2 separate regions of the Bombyx mori genome follow, and region 2 is linked to region 1. The links are chromatin contacts, called in public Hi-C maps. All regions are on one chromosome and are shown on one strand. Each heading gives the region's core, a stretch centred on a gene start, on an enhancer-like site or on the middle of the called end of the contact. The rest is flanking DNA. Distances are from core to core; before and after follow the strand shown.

Evidence for each region. Hi-C and Micro-C count contacts between places; a contact is called where the count stands out from the background.
Region 2: a Hi-C map of whole pupa shows a contact between it and region 1, with 2.0 times the contacts expected there. The contact joins two enhancer-like sites. A contact is called at or near these places in 2 of 7 Hi-C or Micro-C datasets (both in whole pupa).

Annotation. Positions count from the first base shown.
Region 1 is chr15:3,679,431-3,685,730 of ASM3026992v2, forward strand. LOC101741581 (serine/arginine repetitive matrix protein 1) reads right to left here. Exons shown (of 11, transcript XM_012692467.4): 4 at 359-456. Among protein-coding and RNA genes, the nearest start is that of LOC101741725, 19 kb to the left of the region's middle. Within about 2 kb of position 3,006, at least 5 of the 8 cell types and tissues checked have open chromatin away from gene starts, as enhancers often do.
Region 2 is chr15:3,801,192-3,807,491 of ASM3026992v2, forward strand. No RefSeq gene overlaps it. Among protein-coding and RNA genes, the nearest start is that of LOC101741581, 33 kb to the left of the region's middle. Within about 2 kb of position 3,795, at least 1 of the 8 cell types and tissues checked has open chromatin away from gene starts, as enhancers often do.

The sequences.
Region 1 (6,300 bases), core at 1,756-4,255:
AATGTATTTTTTTATGCATAATTAAAAACAAAATTAACATTCTGCACTCCTCTATGTTCTCTAATAAATGTGGGAAATTTCATACTCCTCCGTTCGGGCAATTTTCGTAAAAAGGGGTACAAAGTTTGTGCTTCACGTATTAATATACAGATGAGTAAATTTTAAAACCAGGTTTCTTTTAAATTTTCATTCGTATTTCACGTAATATTTGCATTAACTTTAAATAACTTTAATTGATAAATGTAATTCCACGCTAATCATTTACATTGTCCCATTAACTTTTATAAAAAAAAACCTTGGAGAGATATAAAGTGAGCGAACCATACCAACAATAATTCGTGGTTGAATTATTACTTACCATTCAGGTACATTTAGTTTCTGCAGTGATCGCTGTACCCTCAATTCGTGCTCCGAAAGCACGCGATCCGAATTCTTCTGCAATTCGTTTTCAGGAGGCTGAAAGAAAAAAAATCCATTTTAAAAAAAATTCATTTCAGAAATTTCGTTTCATTTAGATTTTTAATGTTTATTTAAAACTAGCTGACCCGGCAGACTTCGTAGTGCCTCAATCGATAAATAAAAAGCCTAAACTTTTGTATAAAATAAACTTAAAACAAACAAAAGGAATCCGTCCGACGGGGGACACATCAAAGGAAAAACCAAAATTGTTATTTTTATTTAATTCGGAGCAATTTCATATTTATCTACCTTTTAAATCTTCTCTGGACTTCCACAAATAATTCAAGACCAAAATTAGCCAAATCGGTCTAACCGTTCTCGAGTTTTAGCTAGACTAACGAACAGCAATTCATTTTTATATATATAGATAAAAGATAAATAAAACACGTTAAATAAAACAAAGTACATTTATTTTTCATTTAAAATATAACATTTATGTTGTTTAATCAGTATTTAAAGATTCTTTGCTTGCATCATTTAGTTTTGGTAACAAGCGGTACACTCTGTTATAAATTTCTCGATTGGCATTTTTAATGGTCATATTTTCAATGCTATCACATTTTAAATCATACAACGAAGATGACTCTTTCATTTTCAAATTACATTTAACATTTTTGTAAATTTTATAAATTGCAAAACGAGTGTAACAATCATCTTCATTGGAGACATCATTGAGTGATTCAACACTTTTTAGGTTATTGCCGTGAGATTGTGCTATAATACAATCTTCAAGTGACTTCAAAGATTCTTTACTTTTAAAAATACTATCGCTAGTCCCACACTCGTTTACTATTTCTGACCAAGACGGAAATACTTCTATATCTTTCAGGACGTCTTCGTCGGTGCGTGAAATTTCTCCGAGCTTTGAAGTGTCCATACTTTCATCATATTCCATAGATAATAAATCCGACACACCGTAAATAGACTCGTACCAAGACTCGTTACAGTCCAATGGACATTTAGAATTGCCGAGATTGAAATTAACGTTGCGATTTGATCTTTTTAATGTCGATGTTGTCGGAATGTAATTACTACTTTCTAAATCTTGCATTTTGTTCTTGACGAAATGTTCGTAATCGGGAAGATCGATATCTTCGAAATCGTTATTACGTTTCGGTGCTTCACAGATTGAGGTTATGTTTGCATTTGTGGTGGTGGATAGCAAGTCTTCAACGGGTGGAGGTGGGACGCTTTCCAACAAACGTTCGAAGAAGGCTCTCACTTTGTCATCACCAGGATTAGTTCCTTTGACCTCCGCCAACGAAGAAACTCTTTTCAATTCATTACACGTAGAATCACCGTCGGTAAATTTAGCAGTAACTTGAGTGATATTCATTTTCGAAAAACTATAGCGTTTAACGTCCACTTTTGACTTCCATTGGCGATGCTTCACCCTGAACCCCTTCAGACTGAGGGAGTTCTCATCTTCGGATTCGCTTCTGGGTATATCAGGAAATTTAGCGTAGTAAATGTCTCTAGACCACGGCTTGACGAAAACGTGATCCGGTTTCACATCTTCGAATGGTTCCATTTCCTCCGTGACCCAGGTTGTGTCCAACCGATACCAGAATCCATTTCTCCGGAGCACCTCTTCTGTCGTTAAAAGCACCAGAGAAACCATTGTTAAAACCCTCTCAGTTTAGCGTTGTTTACGAGACTGTTAGAATTTGCCATTACGATATCCTTATAATGACAAGTCATTAATATCGTCAATATTTGTAATACGAACTATTTGCGAAGCGTTTTAATAATATCTTAAATAAACAAATTAGTTAATTAGATAACCAATGGTACTATTTTGTAATGCCAACCCTAAAAATGTATAATATTTAACCAGAAGCTGTTCTCGATAGGAACCGGTACAAAGACTTTTACAAACGGCACTTAAGTGTGACCAATGGCTTGGAAAATTACTCAAATAAAGGAAAGGTCAAATGGTTTCTTTGATCTGATTTTGAAGGGTAAATATGTGGGATGTTTAGCTATGGATGGTCATAACTGGTTTAGGTGGTTCAAAACTCACCCTGTTATCGGAAGAGGCAAGAAGCGCGCAAGGACCCAGAAGTCCTATGGTTTCCCAGCAAGTCATTTCCACTGTTTTCAAAATCACATTCAGTATTCTTTGATCTATCCGATATATTTTTTTAACGTAATAAATTGTTCTTTAAATTAAATTATTGAAACGTTACATAAGCCTGACAAATATAAAAAAAATATAATTTAGAAAAAAAAAGGCGCTAATACATATAAAGCGACAGAAACTCCCGATATCTAGAGGAGGAAGCAGGCTGCAGCAGCACTGAAGCGAAAAGCGATCACCAATCAAATCAGAACAACGTTGCTTATTGAACGAACAAAATCCAATTACGAGACTGAATCGGAGGGAGCGCGGGGCTTCCGAGCCTAGGGTCGCTCTGCTCTGGGCTGGGTCTGAAGCTCGGGTCGGAGTCACGCGGCTGCCACTGCGGCAATGCGGATCGTGGTGCATGGAGACGGTGGCCGCGTCGCTGCCTCCCGCCAGACTGAGGCAAGGCGCGTGTCCTTGGACTCAGCGCGCATGCGACATTCACACACCCTCACGATCAGACCACAACCTTTCACTGTATTGTATTGGACTGACACGTTTCTTCTTCAACGCCTTTTATCAATTGTTGTTAACAGCCAATATACTGAGAAGACGGCGGGATCTGTTCAATTGTACGAGTAGCTTGAGTGTTTTTTTCTTTTTTTTTTTTTTTTCGGGACGGCAACCGAATCATGTTTGTTTTTTTTCTCCTTAGCTAACTTTTTTTTTTTTGGAGATTAGTTTACATGTTATTCGTACTTTTCTCGAGTGTTTTGTTTTATTGAGATCGATCTGAATCTAAAACATAATTGTCAAGATAATTTTATTATACTAGACCAACATAGCAGGGGGTGTGGCGTTGCGTGACATTCTGACCTCTGCAAACCCCAAGATCGTGAATTTAAATTTTAATAATACAAAACTTTATATCTCGAGCGTTGCTACGTACTTCCAAAACTAAATATTGTTTAAAATTACTGTGAATGTTATTTTTTTGTACTTCAATATTTCACATTTAGGTCACCATTTCGCGTCACGATATACCCCTTCAGGGAAATACAATTTAGTAACCATTCGTGTCCTAGTTTTCCTTCGTGCGTTATACTAATGGGAAATCAAATGGAACCAGTAAACACGACATTATTACTCAAGAGAAAAATAGGGTTGGGAAAAGTAGGCCAGAGATACGGTAATGCATAGATTGGTTATCTCGAGCCGCTGCTTCCCCTATTATTCGTGAATAGTAAACATAAGCCTCATTTTCCTAATTAGCTTTCCTCTTAATCATGAGTACTTATAATAGAACGGTTTTTCACTACTTGTACGAACTGCCTATTTCAGCCCGTAAAGTTTCACGTATTTAACTTAAAAGTCCTAATTCCAATGCTAAAGTAACACACTTTGACCGCACGTGTTAAGATCAGATCAGCATCCATTCTCACTAGCTAAAACATAAAGGGTAACATGTGAACTCACCTGCCCGTCAATACTAAAACGCATCAAAATTAATCATCAAATGTATATAATATAGATACAGTTTTCATTTTTGCACCTGTTGTCTTTACCGGAGTTTATAGACATCGTAAAATGAGCACCTTCGCCAATCTTGAGACGTGAGGTCGAAATTTCAGTTGGTAAATGACGGTTCTACCCTTCAAGTCGGAACACATTATTGTTTCGATATACAAATGCATAGCATCACGATTCCGACGTGTGCGTGCTCACAAAATACATTACGTCCCTTATTTATGTAAAAAAACTTGATTTTTGATTGATTCGAAACGATTCGAAGCAGCTGATTGATAGTTGAATATAAATTTATTGATAAGAATTAATGGTAGATGATGAATGCGATCGTGCGTTTGAATGATTTGACACGAGCTAAGCGTGTTGGTCAAATCCTGAATGTATGTTATGGCCGCGGGGGGCCCCGTCAATTGCGTACTCGTGACATAATAATTTGGGGCTGAAATTGACGACAAATAGTATTCTCTTCGGTTTTCGCCAGTTGTAGATATAAATAAATCTCCCTTTACGATTTAGTCTTGGGTTTTTTATTTACCTTATTTCCGAATTTTTGAATACTGTGCAGTATCCTTTGTTACTTTAAAATTACGAAAATTGTAAAAGTAATTGTAAAAATAATTGTAAAAGTAGTTTTAATGGAACAAGAGGTTGTACCAAAGTGTAGGAAATAACAGACTCTGCCAATATTTTAACAACGAGCAGTTACAAATTTTTTAGAAGCTGTTAGATTAAGGCTCACAGTGTCAAGCCTTTTTGGTATTTTAATATGAAATAAATTGAATTGGCTCACTAGTCTCTCTCGTTGGCTGGTCCTAGCCTTCAATGGCTCGGATTATAAGGAATCCGGTCGAGTTGTGGGACGTAATCAGAATTTCAATAGGGTTGAGTGTATCACAACATTAATTGTGCAAAGTCCTACTTTTTAAATTCTTGGAATGACTTTTTCTCATTTTTTATAGATCAGATTTAGTAATTTTGGTTGGTGTTCGCGAGTTTTTTTTTTTTTTTTTATTGATTGGATGTGTGGACGAGCTCACAGCCCACCTGATGTTAAGTGGTTACTGGAACCCATAGACATCTATAACGTAAATGCGCCACACACCTTGAGATATAGTTCTAAGGTCTCAGTATAGTTAAAACGGCTGCCCACACCCTTCAAACCGAAACGCATTATTGCTTCACGGCAGAAATAGGCGGGGCGGTGGTACCTACCCGTGCGGACTCACAAGAGGTCCTACCACCAGTAAAAAACAGTGGTAACACAATTAAAAGTCACCCATTGAATATGTTCATTTTATTATTTTCAACATTTTACAAGTATATTTAGAATATTTTAGAGATAGAACACGTATTCACGGACGACTTTTGAAACATTTTAACCGTCTTATTTGCTATTTCCAAGCCTTAACTTATAATTTAGTTATTTCCTTCGCTGTTCACGAGTCGTACAGATAATTTAAACTACTTTTGCGACGAAAACCGTATTACAGTATTCTAAGCGTCATAAGTAATAAAATAAAAACCAAAAACGCGAGTTTAACCGTAAAATCAATATTATCAATATGAAGCAATAAAAAAAAAACATGGCGTTATTATTTTAATTTTTAACTAGTCTAAATGATCAGTCATATTTTTCGCCATTTACCAGAGTACATATTAGTACGTAAACATCAGAACTGAATGCGGAATTGTGAATGAAATACCTCGGTTAGGCCAATGAAATTTCTATTCCTATGAAGTTACAAATATCGTGCAGTGTTCCAACTGGAACGCACCACTTAATCTCTGTACAAATATGCAGATTGGTGGTGCCCAAGCGTTGCGGGTTCATACCAAATATAACCAAGTAGAAAAAAAGGCGAAAAAATATTGTTCATTGTATCAGAGAACGAAGTGTAGTTCGGCTCTGTTTAAGCTGTTATATAAAAATTGCTGTGGGATTCAGGTTGGATCCCTTAACAATGTCGCACTAATCACAGATGAAGTTGAGTTGTTGGATAGAACAATTTTTACCCATATTAGAGTGTAGTTTTAATTTGTTCATTCCGTAGAATTCCTTTTATTTGAACTCAATATAGGAGGAGTTTCTCAATTAGACTGTATTTTTTGTTAAAATGAAAGCAACAAAAGATTAACCTCATCTGAAACGCTTCGATATACCTACTATTGAAAAATTAAAAATAAAAACAAGTCAAACAGTAAATAAACGAAATAAATTTATTTTTATCTCTGTATGTACGATTCCGTTT
Region 2 (6,300 bases), core at 2,545-5,044, 120 kb after region 1:
ACGAAGATTCTCCGGTCACCGTCCTCGTCGAACCCGTCGCTTGCGACGAAGGGCTCGACGAGCGAATTAACCCATAGACACAGCCCACTGAGTTTCTCGCCGGATCTTATCAGTGGGTCGCCTTTCCGATCCGGCGGTACATTCTGCAAAGCACTGCTCTTGCTAGGGTCATTGTTAGCAACACTCCGGTTTGAGCCCCGTGAGCTCACCTACACACATTAGGGTCAAGCTGAAATAGCCTCTCAAGGCTATCAGCATAGGTAGGAAAAAAAAGAAGATTCTCAAAAGGCTATTACAGAAGGTCGGAAAAATGCAAAGATATAAAAATTACTTTGGTTTGTATTAAATAAATTATTGCTATCGAAATCATCCAATCCAATAATAACAGTCCTCGGAGCTGAAAGGCATAGATAGATACTTCATATTTAAGACGGAAAGGTGAACAATGCTTATTAACGCAAACGGTAAACATTCATCTGCTACACATAAATTCTTGTCATTCTTTATAGTACCCTACATTTTTCCTGAGCAGCTGTCAAACGCGCTCTGTGTCAGATGTTTTTTTGTTTTTTTTTCTCCCCTACAATGTAAACGATCATACAGCCGACCTAATATTGAGTGGGGCTCATGACAGCAATGCCAGGAGCATAGCTAAGCCCCTGCCTACCCTTTAGGGTTATTTTTTATCCTCGCTTGGATATGTCATAGCGATCGGGAGACATCGTGGAGGAGAGTTAATTCCGAAGCCGGACGGTACATGGCAAAATATATCTAAAAATAGACTGGATGAGCACTGTTTCAAGTAAGGATGAACTTTGCTTCGATGGCGGGTGGTGCGATTATTGAAATATGTGATGGGATCATTTTAAGCAATTCTGCAGAGTACTATCAACGCAAGAAGTGTATAGAGAAGTCCCTCCGTTGACTTCTAGGTTTCAAATGATTCCACCTACAGGTCTGTCTGAACGACTCTATGGACGACAAATTCGATAGATTTAGTAAAAATACTCAAGACAGTTTTTAGTACAAATGAAAAGAAAAATATTGTTCAAATGCAGTACGTAATATCTCGATGGTCAAATGCAATTTTTGCGTCACCATTACTTTAGTCTTATGGTGTTAGGAGAAAACTACATTATATAAGTATATTCGGAAAATAAGGTAAAAAGGAAGGTACCTGTTAGTTACAGCTCATGCTATTCGTTTTAGTACGCGCAAAACATAAATACGTTTCTGAAGTTAGCGCAGGTGAGAAATATAATTTGAGGATAGATCCGCGCCAACAAATGGCAAAGGTCTTCGAGATCAGAAAAAATAGTACTTTAGAGACCTTTTGCAGCTAACTTCATTCAGAATGCATTTATGTTTTAAACTTGAGGCCTTCAACACGTGTACGTTGACACGTTCACTTTAAAAGTTTAAATGACTACAGAATAGATCGAATTCAAACTAATTTGGTGTAATTTCGAAATAGAATAAACATTAGTACTTGCCCCACTTGGAGCTGCATTACGATTATTTAAGTAAAGACACGCACCTGACTGTCGCTGATGTGTCTACAAACAAAAATACACATGGGACAGTTACAGAGTTCGAAGTTAATTTGCTAGATTTCATTCATATATTCAACAACTATACCAGACTAAACGTACTAGACATTCTCCTTATGGGAACTCGGTAGAGTGTGAAGTTTACGTGTCTTAGCAACGCCCCTACGTAGGTTCAGTACCCTAAGGGTATATTACCGGAACGGCTTCCTTTCACACGGATTAGGGCGACTGCATCTGTTCAACTGTGACCACATATTTGAGTCTTTCCTTTGAAAAAGGCTTCGTTAGATATTTACAAATAAATATATACTTTTTAAAATATTTTCTGATCAACAAAACCCATGTATTTTTTTAAAGGTTTTTTCGAAACATCGGAAATTTTCAAATGAGCAGACTGCTTCAAATTACTTAGCCATCAATGTGTTCTGGTCGTTTATAAATAGGTTAAGAAGAGATTTTATGTAATTTACAATGAAATCTTGTATGTGGGATTATTGTAGGTATACTTACATATTTTGTGATCACTTAATTAGTAATTTTGTCGCACACTGCAATCTTTTTTTTCATAACAGTAAAATTTTCATGCTCTATCCAACAAGATATGGCTTTGATCTATGAGACTGCCTTTTGTTATTTTATTTTATTAATAATCGTGACTTCCGGAGTACTTTTGCTACTTTTTGTATGTAATAAACTTAATTAATATTAATAAGGTCCTGTCCTCACATATTTTTGTATGAAAGCTTTATTTTACGTCATTATTAAATTTAAAGAAATTACTTGAACCTCATATATTTTAATATAATTAAAGATGTACTTAGTCTAGACTTATTTCCCCTGGCTGAGCCTTTTCTCGCCCACCTGTCCTGGTGAAACCGAAAAGGCCTCTTGGCCACGATTTATTTGTAACGAAGTTTTCGATCTCGAAATAAGTTGTCTGTTTATGATCAATGGAGTACGTCACGACATGCTGGCTGCCGTGAGCGGTCGACGGCGCGTGGGCCCACGTTTGGCACGATTCCATAATTATAACGAGAGTGCTTGCAAATAAAATATAATGTATTCAAACAGCGACATTTTGAACTTAGTTATGTTCGAGCGACGTGAGTGACAAGAGATAATATGATTCGTCCGTATCGTCAAATAATCTGTTTGTACACTGCGGGACGTGAATTCGTTTATGAGTATATATAGATGTTCATATATAAAACTAATTACCAACCTAACCGCCTTCCGTATGGTATATCCCAAAACTAATATAATTCTGCTGTTGCTGTTGCATTTTTTTTGCCTATCTATTGCTAGTAACCTCGAAGGGTTATGCTAGCTTCACCGTACATCTATGAGGAGGCAGTCTCCTCCCGGTGATGGTCACGGGGCGACCTAAGGGGGTTAAGGCTACGCCGCACGCTACCGTCACTCTAGCGCGCTGGCACCAGGAGGACGGGACGACGCGTCGGCGGCTGAGGACTGCGATGCGGTCCGCATTTTCGTCGTCGCTGTCGTCGCCCAACATACTGTGGAAGAGCAACCCGGTCGGCGGTGTATCGCGTTCCAACCTGGCAGGCTGGTTCTGGCCCAGCGGGGTATCCCGAAACACCAACGGCATCGCCCGGGCGGCCTGGTAGCCCGCCGTACCGCGAAGACCGACGTCGTTGGTCGTCGACTATCGCCTCGACGACCCGTCGGTCGGGCGTCCTAGGGGTTGCGCCGCGTGTCTGGTTGTAGTGTTGACCACGGGAACCCCCTACTCTGACCGGGTTTTGACCCCGGACGGAGATCGGAAGTCGGGTGTAAGAGTGCAGGGGAGTCGTTTAGTGGGTGGGCCCTAAAATTCCTTGGGCCCGCGGTCTGCCCCCAACACTTTGCAGATCGTCAAGTCCCACATACCCCGCGCGCCCCCTAGGGCGGGAACTTCGTAGGAGGTTCGGCCCCCGGCCCAAAAAAAAAGCTTCACCATACGTGTAGGTAAGAACGCGGTTTCAACTTGAGAGGGTTGTTAACGCTGGCCTTAGCAAGCGCAGTGCTCCGCAGTATTTACCACCAAATTGGAATCGTGACCTACAGAGGAGATTATAGTGGAGATTATAGATATTATATCGCGTTATAGTAGGTCCCGCGTTGTAGTAGATCCGCGTGTAGTAAGTCCCGAGTTGTAGTAGGTACCACGTTGTAGTAGGTCCCGCGTTGTAGTAGATCAGCGTTGTAGTAGGTCTCGCGTTATAGTAGGTCCCACGTTGTAGTAAGTCCCACGTTGTAGTAGGCCCCGCGTCATAGAAGGTCCCGCGTTGTAGTAGGTCCCGCGTTGTAGTAGGTCCCGCGTTGTAGTAGGCCCGCGTTGTAGTAGGTCTGCGTTGTAGTAGGTCCCACGTTGTAGTGGGCCTCGCGTTGTAGTGGGCCTCGCGTTGTAGTAGGTACCGCGTTGTAGTGGGTCTCGCGTTGTACTAGGTCCGTGTTGTAGTAGGTCCCGCGTTGGCCTGGAGTTTTGCCGTTGCGATGGGGCAATGCGCCCACGCCGTCCGGGTTCCGGAGTATGTTGCCCGGAACTCTCCGACTTTGAGAGGAACAACAACGAAGCCACGCCGGTATACCGGTACCCCCTCTGGGCAGTCCCCTATAGCCGAAGCCGGGGACATGGCGATCAGCGGCCGGAAGATGCGTAAGCAACGCCGGCTCACTACTTCATCAAAAAGGCAGACTAAAAGTGGCGTACCATCTCCCGTGCACCACACCGAAAAAGCGTCATACGTGACCACAAAACATAAAACAGAACAAAAAATAAAACAGAAATAAAAACAATACAGAAAGAAAGAAAGACAGAATAAATAACAAAGAACCAAAATAACAAAGGGGAAGAAGAAAGGGGACGGAGAGGCCCAGGCGTCTCCAGAAGAAACACCCTTCAGCCAGGGAAGGGCGTGTAGAGCCCGGAATGTAAACTCGCATGTTTGAAAGCGAGCTACATAATCCTCGTTCGTATTGGTGTTCGCAATCATTTCCGTCGTCGTTATGTTAAGAAACTGAAGCCATTTGAATACGTAGAAAACCCATGACAAGTTAGTTCAGTCTCTTCTATGCATCATCTCACATTTTTTATAAATTATTACTGTATACAGTCCACTTAAACCCAAACGACGGGGCTTAAGGCTTGATCACACGTACCGAGCATACGGGCGAGACAGTCAAATGTTTCTCGGCCGAGACAGTAATGTAAGCGAATAGCTGTTCACACATGTTTTGAAATTAGCACAGTCATTTCAGTTCTATTGAGACTTTAATACGGATCGTAAAAAGATTATTAGAAAATATACAAAGTTACATACTCATTCCAGTATTGGCAGAAAAATTAAAGGAATTGTTGAAAAAACGCTGGATTGTTATTTTATTTTATTTATTTTTTATTTTCAGACATGGTGTATTGTTATTTTATTTGGAGATGTTTTAAAGAAATAAATATGTCAAAAAGGCACGCGCGGCAACGTAATAACAATCAAGTGGCCGAGTAGCGAGACAGTGCACATTTAGACCTGCCGAGTGAGCGAGCCAGACAGTGCGGGGAAGCGGGAGGGTGAGCACTCGGCCTAGTAAATAGAACGGACGCCGAGCTACTGGCTCGCCACTTCGTTCGGCGCTATGTTTATACGCACCGAGTACTCGGCCGAGAGCACTGTCTCGCCCGTTTGCTCGGTACGTGTGATCGAGCCATTAGTCACGCAGCTAACACTGCTTCGAGGCGAGGGGCCAAAACACAAAACAAAAGTAAATAAGATAATATTTCGATGCCTCCAATGAGCACTACGCTAACTCCAAATTCGTAGATTTACAGGAGCGCTTAAGCAAAAAAAGTTGATAAAATCTTTATTATTGCAGATATATTTATGGTTTTTTTTGTGTAACTAACTGATTTACTCTTGCTTCGAACCCCATCAATAATGATTAATTGTAATACTTTTAACATAGTGAAGCGATTTGCGTGAAAAACGAATATTTTAAAATTTTGAGTTAGAGAAGTGTTCATTGGAGGCATCGATTTATGGGCCAAAAACTCAAATACTCAAACAGGAACAACGGACTTTCAATACGACGTAACGACCTATATCAAATTTATTGGTAGAGATCTGTACACAATATACAATGTACATTTAAAATTTTATACATGTCTTCTAGAGAGTAATTAAAGATAATGAAATGTTTATATCACGTATAAATAATACTGAAAGAATTGTTTTTGACCTTTGTACACGCCAAAAAACAAATTTCTTTTATGCTACTCGCAAATAGATGTCGCTAGGATAGTTATATAAAAATAATGCTACTTCACAGTAGATGTCGTTTTCAACGAATTCAAGTTTTCCGTCCCTATTGTGTAGGAAATTTTAGATAAGTCTAGTTATACAAATCCGTTTTTGTAGTATAACCGTCGGAACACCGTAGTTTGTGAGGAAAATAGATCGCAAAATGACCTCCAACTGTAATCGATGAGTATACGAAGCCAGCGTGGAAACGCTTTTTCGAAAAGGCAGAGGGACACAATAACAACACTCTTACAGGGCGATACACAGACGCCGTTCGCCTTAAGCATGTCATTCGGATTCTCCCGATCCACTCTCGAGCATTTTTGAGACATTGCACGAATCACCATTCTCGTCCAATACGGCGATGAGTTCACATGCAACTTAACACACAAGCATAACCTACTGATTTTCACATCGTATCTTCTCAATGGGTCGCAATCTAGTGTAAGTTTAGA